Regions from separate parts of the Mus musculus genome. Here region 2 is linked to region 1. Evidence: chromatin contacts called from public HiChIP or PLAC-seq data. All regions are on one chromosome and are shown on one strand. The core of a region is the stretch at or near the end of the contact, and the rest is flanking DNA. Distances in the headings are between cores, read along the strand shown.

Region 1 (5,894 bases), core at 1,522-4,021:
TAGCGTGTTGAGGTCCTTCTCCAGCTGCAGCACTGTCTCTCTGAGGGCAGGGTCCTCTGCCCAGTTGGTTTTACTCGCCAAAATAAGGCCCTGTAATTAAAGAAAAATTCTAAGTACTCAATTTAACAAGACTAATCCTTTCCTGATTTTTTTTTTCCTGGACAGTTTTCATGTAGCCTAGGTTGGCCCTGAACTTGCTATGCATCAACTCTGCAGCTGAGGACAGCCTTGAACGTCAGATTTTCGGCCTCTACTTACTCAGTGCTAGGATGACAAGGACCTGCCACCATGTACAGTTCACGTGGGCTGGGGGTCACAGCCAGGGCTTTGTGCCTGCCCTGTGCACTATGTCCCCAGCACGCTTACACTTATGCTACATCATCTAATTTACTGAGCACCTACTAGTCCCCAGCAAAGAGTGCTCCATCTCTGTTTCCCACTGTCAAGTAGGCGGCAGCCTTGCTTCCCATAATGCTGAGTGGTATGTCCAGTGTTCACGTATGGGTTCCCAGGATAGCTTTTTTTTTCCCTTTTTAAATTAATTTATTTATTATATATAAGTACATTGTAGCTGTCTTTAGGCACACCAGAAATGGGCACCAGATCTCATTACAGATGGTTGTGAGCCACCATGTGGTTGCTGGGATTTGAACTCAGGACCTCTGGAAGAACAGTTAGTGCTCTTAACTGCTGAGCCATCTCTCCAACCCCCAGCCTAGGACAGGTTTTATTCATTAGGAATACTTGTGGGCAGTGGTGGCACATGCCTTTAATCCCAGCATTTGGGAGGCAGAGGTAGGCACATTTCTGAGTTCAAGACCAGCATGGTCTACAGAGTGAGTTCCAGAACAGCCAGGGCAATACAGAGAAACCCTGTCTTGAAAAACAAACAAAAACCCCCCACAAACAAACAAAAAAATTGTGGGCGGTGGGGGGCACTGGATAAAAAATAAAACCGTTTGTTTTCAAGAGTTGAAGAGTTAGTTCATCCAAGGTTTGTTTTTTTTTTTTTTTTTTTTTTACAAATTTTAGAGAATAAGTGTTACTATGCTGTTATGTACAAAAATATTTAAAATATTGGCGTACAGAAGAGACACTCGCCGGGCAGTGGTGCACATGCCTTTAATCACAGCACTCAGGAGGCAGAGGCAGGCAGATCTCTGTGAGTTTATTATAGCCAGCCTGGGCTATACAGAGAAACCCTGCGGGGTGTGTGTGTGTGTGTGTGTGTGAAGGGGGAGGGGATGGATGGACATTTTTTATTATTGTTTTCTGACTTTTTAAAATTAATTAATTTTATATGCTTGTTTTGTTTTGTTTTGTTTTAAATCTACATTCCTATTTGCTCACCAGGCCTATTGCCATGGGAGCCAGAAGAAGAGATCAGATCCCACGGGACTATAGTTACATGCACATAGTCCTGAGCTGCAATGTAAGTACTGAGAATTGAACCTGGGTCCTCTGGAGTTGTAGCCAGTGCTCCTAACTAACCAACCAACTCTCCAGCCCCTGTTTCTGTTTTATTGAGACAAGGTCTCATGTAGTTCAGGCTACCCTTGAACTCCTGACCCTCTGCTTTTCTCTCCCAAGTGGTCCGATTATAGGTATGTGCTACTGTGTCCTGCAACCTCTGTCCTTAGTTTATAAAAGTGTTACCTGGAATGTATGTTGAACAACTGTAGTGATCTTTATCTCCGTCTGTAGTTTTTTTTTCATGGTCTTTATCATTTCAGAATTCTCCATCTTGTCAACATCCTCTTTCTGTTTGTTCTTCTCGATTTGTATTTCTAAAAGCTTACTTCTTGAAGCTTGCTTTAGTTCTGTTAGGTTAAAACCAAAACAATATATGTATGTCTGTATGTGTGTGTTTGTATGTTTACATACATACATATTTATATATGGCTGGGTTTTTTTTTTTTTTCTCCTTTAAAGACAGAATCTAAGTAGTTCTGCCTAGCCTAGAGCTCAGACTTACCTACCTAAAGACATGTGCAACTTTACAAATAGGGACCATGCATGAAAGACTATAAAACAGAGTATTTCCTGGTTATTCTAGTCATGAAGTTATTTATTTTATTTTGATGTTTCTGTTTTTCTTTTTTTTCAGACAGTCTTTTTTTTTCCTTTGTAAAAGATTTATTTCATGCATGTGGGTACACTGTCACTGTCTTCAGATGCACCAGAAGAGGGCATTAGATCCCATTACAGATGGTTGTGAGTCACCATGTGGTTGCTGGGAATTGAACTCAGAACCTCTGGAAGAGTAGTCAGTGCTTTTAACCGTTGAGCCATCTCTCCAGCCTGGAGACAGAGTCTTTGTAGCTCAAGTTAGCCTTAAATTCCTGATCCTCAGGGCTAGAGAGATGGCTTATTAGTTATGAGCATTGGCTGCTCTTCCAGAGGTCCTGAGTTCAATTCTCAGCACCCACATGGTGGCTCATGACCATCTGTAATGAGATCTGATGCCCTCCTCTTCTGGCATGCAGGTGTACATACAGCAGAACCATTAAAAAATATTCCCGATCCTCCTGTCTCTGTCTTTCAAGTGTTGGGATTACATGTGTGTGCCAGAATGTCCAGCCCAAACTTACAGCTTCTTGCATGTTGGGTAAACTCTACTAGCTCAACTGAGTTACATCCTCTGGCCTTGGTTCTTATAAATGTTTAGCCACTTTCAGTTTTATTTTCACTAGAAGACTATCCCCTGGGGCATATGTGCTTTCTTCTTGTTTCTTTTATGTAGCCCTGGCTGTCCTGGGACTTGCTCTGTAAACCAGTTTGGCTTCAAACTAGGACATCTGCCTGCCTGTCTCCTGAGTACTGGGGCCAAAGGTGTGTGTCACCACTGCCTGGCATGACGCCTGCTTTTCTAATCCAAGTATCTTTGTTATCTGTTTTCCCACATAGATAAATTCTTGTAGTTTTCTTTGTTTCTTCTTTCTTCCTTCTTTCCTTCCGATTTATTTATTTTATGTATGTGAGTACACTGTAGCTATCTCAGATACACTAGACATCCTGTTACAGATGGTTGTGAGCCATCATGTGGTTGCTGGGAATTGAACACAGGACCTTTGGAAGAGCAGTCAGTGCTCTTAACCTCTGAGCCATCTCTCCATCCCCATAGTTTTCTTTTAAAAGGGCAATATGGATTTCCACAGTTTTTATGATTTACAAGTGAAATGATTTATCTAGAATCCTAGATTTAGTAAACTTGTAAGGACTACAATCTTAACAAATGAGACAATCTATACATTTAGTCACAGTCTCGAGTCAACCTGTGGCCCCCAAACTACTGAACATAAAATTCCTGCCCTATATGTAGTGACTGTCTCAGGGATCTGAAGAGTGGGGGATGGGGCGGCACTGCACGCACACGCACACACACACACACGCGCGCGCTCGAGAGCAACTGTAAGAAAAACATAAATAAACAAATCCTACATACGTAGTCTCTTCTTTCTGACATCAAGCAGCTTTTTCTCCAGTTCTGAAGACTCCTGTTGTTAAAATGTAGATGACAGCACATCACTCAATGGTGAATTTACAATACTTATATCATTGAGTTTCACATAGTCAAATTTTCTTAGGCTCCAATTTCCCTTATCTTTGTTTTTGTTTGTGTGGTTTTTATTTTGAAAAGTCTACTATGTAGCTAGCCATGGATTCTGCATGCTGGGATTAAAGGCAAAGGCATGTTCCACCAAACCCAGCTGTCTTGCTAAGATGGTATCTTAAATAGCCCAGGCTAGCTTCAACTCTCTTTGGAACCAAGAACAACTGAACTCCTGTCTCCACCTCCTAAGTGCTGGGACCACAGGTGCACCTATGCAGCAACACCTGGCCTAGAGCTGGCTTTTCAATTCCTCTATTTCCACAAAGCCAAAGGAAGGAGAGAGTCACTTAAAATATGTTGGTAACTTGTAACCTCAGTAAAAAATAAGCTCTATGATAAAACAACTTGGGAGATGGATCTGCAGTCACCCAGGCCCAGCCGACTTCTCAATCCTGTGTAACAGCTCTGGCAAGATGACAGCAAGATCGCATAAGCAGCCATGCCAGCTTACCTCCTGGGACTTCATTATTAACTTTTGTAGCTTTAATATGTGCTTCATGTCATCTGTGAGCACACTGCAAAGGAAACAAAGATACAACTTGTGCACTCTAGCTACATAATAACAAATCTGGAACCTCAAGAGATAGCTCGGTGGTTAGAAGTACTTACTGCTCTTGCAGGAGACCCAGCACCCAAATGATAGCTCACAACAGTGGCGTTGTAACTCCAGTTCCAGGGGTGTGAAATTCTTTTCTGGCCCCTGCAGGCACTTAACACATGTCGGAGACAAGCATACATACCCAGGATACCCATCCACACAAAGTCATAAACAAAATATAATCCACCCTGGGGCTGGCAATGTTGCTTAGTTGGCAGAGTGCCTGTCTAAAATGAAAAGATTTGAACCAGGCTCTAGTTTAACCCCCCACTGCATAAGCTGGGCATGGTGACACAAGTCACGAATTCCTCTCAGGAAGGTGAGGCAGAGAATTTTGAGTTTGAGGCAGCCCTGTACCACATAACTAGTTCAAGGCCATCCCAGGCTACACACAAAGACCCTGTCTCAAAAGAAAAACAAAACAAAAAACAAACAAACAAATCAGCCAAAGTTTACTAACTTGATGTCAGCAGGTCAGGTCTGCTACTTGGGTACGGCAGACTCCAGGAGCTGAATGCTTTTCTAGAGTCAGGCACTACTCGACTGACTTGTTTACTGTTGACATTGGGCTTTGGCTTGCTTATGTAGAACTGTAAGGCACTGCCACCCCAGGAGCTGGAGATGCCCACACTAGTGATGACCTCATTCAGGTTATTTTAACAGTTCCAAATTTCAAAACATACCACAGACACTGTGTGGCCTGTTTGAGCTTTCTATTCAGGAGGGGCCCCTATGTATGCTGAGTCTATCTTGAAATTTGCTCCTTTAACGGAAAACTGCATTTAAAAAAATATTGAGCTGGGCGTGGTGGCACATGCCTTTAACCCCAGCACTCGGGAGGCAGAGGCAGCCAGATTTCTGAGTTCCAGGCCAGCCTGGTCTACAAAGTGAGTTCCAGGACAGCCAGGTCTACACAGAGAAACCCTGTCTCCAAAAACAACAACAAAATTTTACTTGTATGGGTGTCTTACCTGCATGCATGTAAGTGCATCAAATGTGTGTAGAGGCCAGAAAAGAACATCACATTCCCTGAAATAGGTGTTACAGACAGTTGGAAGCAACCAGGAAGAGCAGCAGCAATCTTAACTGCTGAGCCGTCTCTCCAGCCTCACCCCAGAACTGCTTGAAGATTCTGTCAGAAGGCTAAGGTGCCTACTGCAAAGCCTAATGACCCAAGTCCCCTCCCTGGGACCCAGACAGAGCAGAGAAATGACTCCTGCAATACCGACCCACCCACTACACAAAATGCATAAATGTTTTAAAATGTTTGCTTTTATTTTTTTGAGACAGGGTTTCCCTAATGGAGTCCAGGCTAGTCTCAAAGTCATAGAGATCCACCTGCCTCTGCCTCCCTAGAGATTAAGGAATATACCACCACACCTGACCTAAAAACTTCCGAGGTTACGATCTGTAATCTGAGCCCGCAGGAATATCAAGAGGTTACAAATCAGCCTGAATGAAGACACCAAGATGGGAGAGGTGCCCAGATCCATCTCAGAACCTGTCTGGTGCTCATGGGAGGGTATAAGATTAAGATATCACAAGATTTTTAGTGTTGGGAAGAAAGATCACAGGTGTGTCCCGAGGCAAGACTCTTATAATTTCCAGCACTTTTATTTACACTTCCTGACATAGTCTTTAAGGAGAACCAGCACCTGCCTTCCTTCCCTCTTGATTCCCACC
Region 2 (5,355 bases), core at 2,109-4,608, 2.1 Mb after region 1:
TTCAGGGAAATGCCATGTCTGGGAAATGTAAATTGAACCTTTTGTTCAATTTGCCGGGGCAGGTGACATGCAGATGACTGGCCACCTGCCTGCCCTGGAGAGCAGTACAGCAAATCTAGTTTGGGGTGAATGAATTCTCTGTTTATGTGGACGGGCACTGGGGTGAAAGATAGTAGGTAAATAACTTTGATCCTTATACGCAAAAATCAGACTGACTCCATCTACCATTAAGTAAGGTGCTTGATGTTTGATTCAGGTAGCCTATTTGGAAAATGCTTTTGATCTTTGCATCCAAAGTCTAGAGTTTAGCCAAGTAAAAGGAATACTTTTTACAGGAATTCTTTCTCCAGGTCCAAGATCAACAAGTCCTTAAACTCAGACTTGGGAAAGAACATTACATAATAGCCACTTAATGGCTATTGTTTTACAGTACAAAGGGTTCATTTGGCATTTCCTAGAGAGCTTTATTCAGGTGGTAGCTTTTCCCATGACAGACATACTCTCTTAATCCCAGCCCTCCATGAATCTATAAAAGAAAACATTTAATAACTGTAATTTCCAAGGTAGAGACATCTAGCATGCTGCATTCCACAAGACACACATGTTGTATGTGAATGGGGAATATACGTTGTTTTTTTTGTTTTTTTGTTTTTTGTTGTTTTTTTAGGTAAGCTACAGGTGCTGTGACTTCCTTCAGATTTAACAGCCAAGAAGCTTGGCAGTGTGTAGGTAATCCTCCAAGGGTGACTCTTAAGGAGGTGGCATAGTCAATCCTGAGACATAAACTTGTGCTGTAATATTTAAAATTAGAACAAACATGGCTAAACGAGCATCTATATTTCTCATGGTGAAGAATGGGCCTGCTGAGCTCAGCTTTCTCCCCTCGAAGCCTATGGCTATCGGCTGTGATCTCAGCAAGATCCAAATATGACCCATCAGGTGGCTCGCTCCGCCCAGGCAATTTGCTGGGAACCTAAGTCATTAGTCTAAAAGACATGAACTTCCATGTCAGGTTAGAAACTTCCCAGACTCATGGAGAGCTGGTTCTCTGCTCTAAAGAGGTTGAGGTTTATGTTGAGATCTGCACTTTGCCTGCAATTATAGTGGATAAAAGACACTACACTAACAAAACCAGGGTCATTGATAAATTGAAGACCCAAATAGGAGCAGAATAGAAAATTCCCCAGGGTTCTATAATAAAGCAACCAACAGGGTGCTTAAGAAATGAGATAAACACTAACAATTGTCTATTCGTAGCCATCCATTTTACATTCAAATACTGACCAAAGCCTAAAGTTTATACTAAGTTCCTTTTTTCTTTATGACAAAACAATATGACTGTTCAGTTTGATATCAGTCCCCAACAGCTAAAACCCCCTCAGGTCCTGCTATTCTATAACAAAGCTTAAGGTCAACATTTTAAAAATTTACCGCTGAGTCCTTGACGGAACTCCCTAATTTCCAGGCAGATAGAGGGAAAAGAAAACAGAAAGTATGGGAACTTCAAAAAATTAACAGCCCGTGTGAACTTTTATTTAGAGATTTCTCTCGTTACAAAGTGTACCCATGTGTCATGAAAAACACGTTCGTGACTATTAATACATAGCCAGCTCTACTCATAGAGAGTGATGGCTTCCAATAGACAAAGTTATGGACACCACCCATCCACTTTCATCCCCGTGGCCCCAGGCCCTTTTTAAAAACATCTTGGCTCTCCTCCTTAACTTTCAAAGCGATTATTCAGTTACCATGATGTCACACTCAAATGACTAGATGACATCTAGTGAAGATAAGACAGGTTAAAATAAAATACCTCTGTGTGTGCTCACACTAGAGTTGGGCGTGCTCCGGACCCTGCTGGGGAGGGTCCAATCGGAATCTCTCCAAGGGAAGAGCTACTTTTATTCTAACCAATACACAGAAGACTCCCCACAGAGTTGTATAGCTCCAGCCCAGTTCCAAGCCTTCTTCCTCTACAGACCCATAGGGACTAAGGATTTTTTGATACCAATATCTACCAGCTTTTTAGTCTCTATTGCAAAGCTTATGACTCCCCTGCTTTAAAAGATACTATTTAAACTCCTGATACCAGATATATTTGTAAAGAAAACCAGGCAAAGCCATAAAAGACTAACACATTCTTTCTCATATCCTACCTCCCTGTCCCAGTATCCTGGACCTTAAAGCAGCCAGCCAGAGAAGCACAAACGCACTGCCTAGTTACAGGGTGAAGAGCTGTGACTCCTTCTCCAAAGCATAAGCTTCCATGTCCTCATCGATTATTTCCAATGCATTTTTTTTTTTTTGGAAACCCACTTTTTTCACTTTATACATTCCTCACTGCTCTGCCTCCTCCTCCATCACCATACACCTGAACATTACAGGGCAGCAGTGACAACTTGGGAGCTCCCATTCTGAGCCAGGCTGGCCTTGAACTCTGAGAATCCACCTGCCTTTGTTCTCCTGATTGCTGCGATCTGGTCAGCCTTAAGGGGGAACTGCAGAGACTGTCAGAACTCCCTATGCTAGGCGGAAACCCAGGCTCTCAGCAGACAGCAGCAAGAGCCGTATATACCAAAGTCTTGGAGTAGAGCCCTCTCTTCCCTGGATGAATTATTCGGGGAAAAGGCTGGGCACGGTGTGGCAGGGCCGGGGAGGAGGGGTGAGCTCTACAAGGCAGCTTCAGGGCACATTAGCCAAGCTGGAGCTGACTGGATGAGAGGATGACAGGGCGAGTCCTGCAGCAATAGGCAAGGCACAGTGGAGAACGTGAAGACAGGAGAGGGATGAAAGGAAGCAGTTATGAAACAGGCCTGGGCAAGGCCAGGAGTGGGAGGAAATGGCTCAGGGACTCAGGGAGGGGCCTAGCCCGCAGGTCAGGCGTGGAGAGGCGAGGAGGAGCCACAAGTGGGGCCTGGTTTCGGCCACCTGTGGAACCAGCTGCTGAGAAACGGCCTGGTGCCAGGGCTCAGGAGGGAGCCAACAGTGAGGGGAATTAGGCCCAAGAAGATCCGGGGCTTTATGTGGGTTCATATGTCTGTTTGCGGACAGGGTCTCACAGTATAGCCCCGGCTAGCCTAAAACTTGTCCCATAGACCAAATAGCCTGAACATGCAGCAATCCTCCTGCCTCTTCCACCAGAGTGCTGCTGATATTACAGGTGTAGGCTACCGCACCCAGCTGAGTCAAGGCTTTAAAGTGAAACTCCAGCAGCAAGCTCAGAGGGAAGAGAAGGAGAGGGGAGGGGAGGAGAGGGGAGGGGAGAGGAGGGGAGGCGAGGTTCACAGGCTGTGGGAGGAACTTGAACTTCCAGGGAGGATGTGAAAAGGAAACTTCTGCCCTTGCCAACTCTGGTGATGGAGCAGCCCATGGGGTGAGCAGACGGTGAGTAAGGGGATGTGATTCAGGAACGAGGCTCCTGGGCTGCCTGAACATATAAGGCTTGGTGCCACGATGCATGACCTCTGGGTTTATCTGCCCACAAAAGGTGGTCACCACCCAATCTGCATTTCCTTGCTTCACACCAACCGTGCTGGTCAAATGACAACTCAGAGTACCACTGGACAACTGTTGATGCTGGGGGCACTGATGGTCTCCCCACTGTGTGAGCCAGAGACAACACTCACGCACGCATGCACACAGGCCACCCTTCACTCTTGGGGGACTTATCCCCTTGAAAGTCATCTCTGCCCATTCCTTCAATGACGCTGTTTTTCTTCCAGACTAAGATAATCTACACCTCCCATGGTATAAATGATGGTTTCCAGGTCAATGCCCTATACCTAAATTCAACTTCCTGTCTGGGGACTTTCTTTTTGTCCTTCCTGCCTCAAGAGACTTTGATGTTGCCAGACAGTTGCCCCCCCCCCAAATGTTTCTCACAGTCTTCAGCCTCCCTTTAAATATTACCTTTTCAAAGGGACTTCCCTAGCCTCTTTATTTAAAGCAGTCCCCACTCCACACCCACAAGGTTACTCTCTCTCTCTCTCCCTCTCTCCCTCTCTCCCTCTCTCTCTCTCTCTCTCTCTCTCTCTCTCTCTCTCTCTCTCTCTCTCTCTCTCCCTTCCACACTCTTGCAGCTGTCGGAACACTGACCCCAATTTGGCAATGGGCTTCTTTAGATATCTGTTTACTGGTGAGGCTGACTTATTCACTACTGTAGTCCTTGCCTCAGCATGAACGGAAGGCAGGAATGAATTCCCAGTGGTCCTTCAAACAGAATCAAAACTCCACAAATGTGGTTTTAACTGTGTGTGTGGGAGGAGGGGGATACAAGAAGCAACTCCAGGTATCCATCCCCCCCACCCTACTACCCCCGCTCCAACCGGCCTTCTCCCATTCCCCACGTTTGCGTGTTTGCTGACTACCACCCAGATGGCCCTCAAGCCAAAACCACTTTCCAGGGCCACGGTGGAATCCTTGCTTGTCCAAGGACAATGGCTCACTGACTGGCTCCTATCAAGTTAAGAAGTTCACATCCTTAACTTCTCTCCCAGGTAGCAGATCCTTTCTGTAAACCTTACAAAGTTTCAGCTAGGCCGATGCAATGGTTTAATGACTGACTGACTGGTGTGAAGATCTCACCCTGCTTCCAGGCCGGAGCTCCCCAGAGTCACTCACTAGTCACCCCCTTTCTCTCCCCACTGGATTAAGGATAGGCTACTTCAGCTCTCCTCAGCCACGCTGCTGACTACCCATGCCGTCATGACCGTGGTGATGTCAACAGCTAAGATTTATTCATTGTTTTTATTCGCCGGTAATTGCATTAGGAAAAATAAAGGCCGTATTAGCCAGGCTGGAGCTGATGAGAGATGTGAGGCAAGCAGGGTGAGCCTTGGTAAGGATGAAAGGAAACAGTCATGAAGCTCACACACACACACACACACAACTCAATAAGTAACTTACTTATCCCTATTTCAAAGATGGAGACGCTGAAGTTCAAGAAAGTAAACTTGCCCAACACCACAGGGGCCAGAGATAAACCCAGGTGTACTAAATTCAGATCCAGCCGCCTCCTCATTGCTGTCTTACAGTTTTTGGTACCCAGCAAGCTCCATCTAGGGTCTTTCTTGCTCCAGCAATGTGTGCAGTCTTCTCTCTCTGACCTCTCTCTGACCACAGCCACTGAGCTTTGGTCCGCACCATTTCTATTCCCTCTGGGAAGGCACTATGCTCTCCGAGAAATAGCCCTGCATCTTTCAGAAGTCCTGAACTGTGGCCTTTTGTGTATGGTGCCTCTCCTGGACTCCTAGATCCAAGTCTCTCCTTTGCACTGAGCATGCGTGGGGCCTATTGCACCTTGGAAATACCCCACAGCTCTGGTTTACAAGGCTTTCCTGGCAGGTTTTGCAGAAG

Evidence for each region. HiChIP or PLAC-seq counts read pairs in DNA pulled down with a chosen protein or histone mark.
Region 2: a contact with region 1 is called in an H3K27ac HiChIP or PLAC-seq map of large pre-B cells, with 5 times the contacts expected there. The contact joins two enhancer-like sites. A contact is called at or near these places in 3 of 39 promoter capture datasets (hippocampal neurons, liver and pre-B cells) and 2 of 115 datasets of contacts at active chromatin or transcription factors (large pre-B cells and regulatory T cell precursor).

What each region holds. Positions count from the first base shown.
Region 1 is chr13:100,760,105-100,765,998 of GRCm38.p6, forward strand. Cenph (centromere protein H) reads right to left here. Exons shown (of 9, transcript NM_021886.2): 6 at 4,065-4,128; 7 at 3,446-3,497; 8 at 1,657-1,820; 9 at 1-90. Among named protein-coding and RNA genes, the nearest start is that of Cenph, 13 kb to the right of the region's middle. Within about 2 kb of position 2,772, at least 8 of the 459 cell types and tissues checked have an H3K27ac peak or open chromatin away from gene starts, as enhancers often do.
Region 2 is chr13:102,896,118-102,901,472 of GRCm38.p6, forward strand. All of the region lies in intron 4 of Mast4 (microtubule associated serine/threonine kinase family member 4), which reads right to left. Among named protein-coding and RNA genes, the nearest start is that of Gm30106, 9.0 kb to the right of the region's middle. Within about 2 kb of position 3,359, at least 173 of the 459 cell types and tissues checked have an H3K27ac peak or open chromatin away from gene starts, as enhancers often do.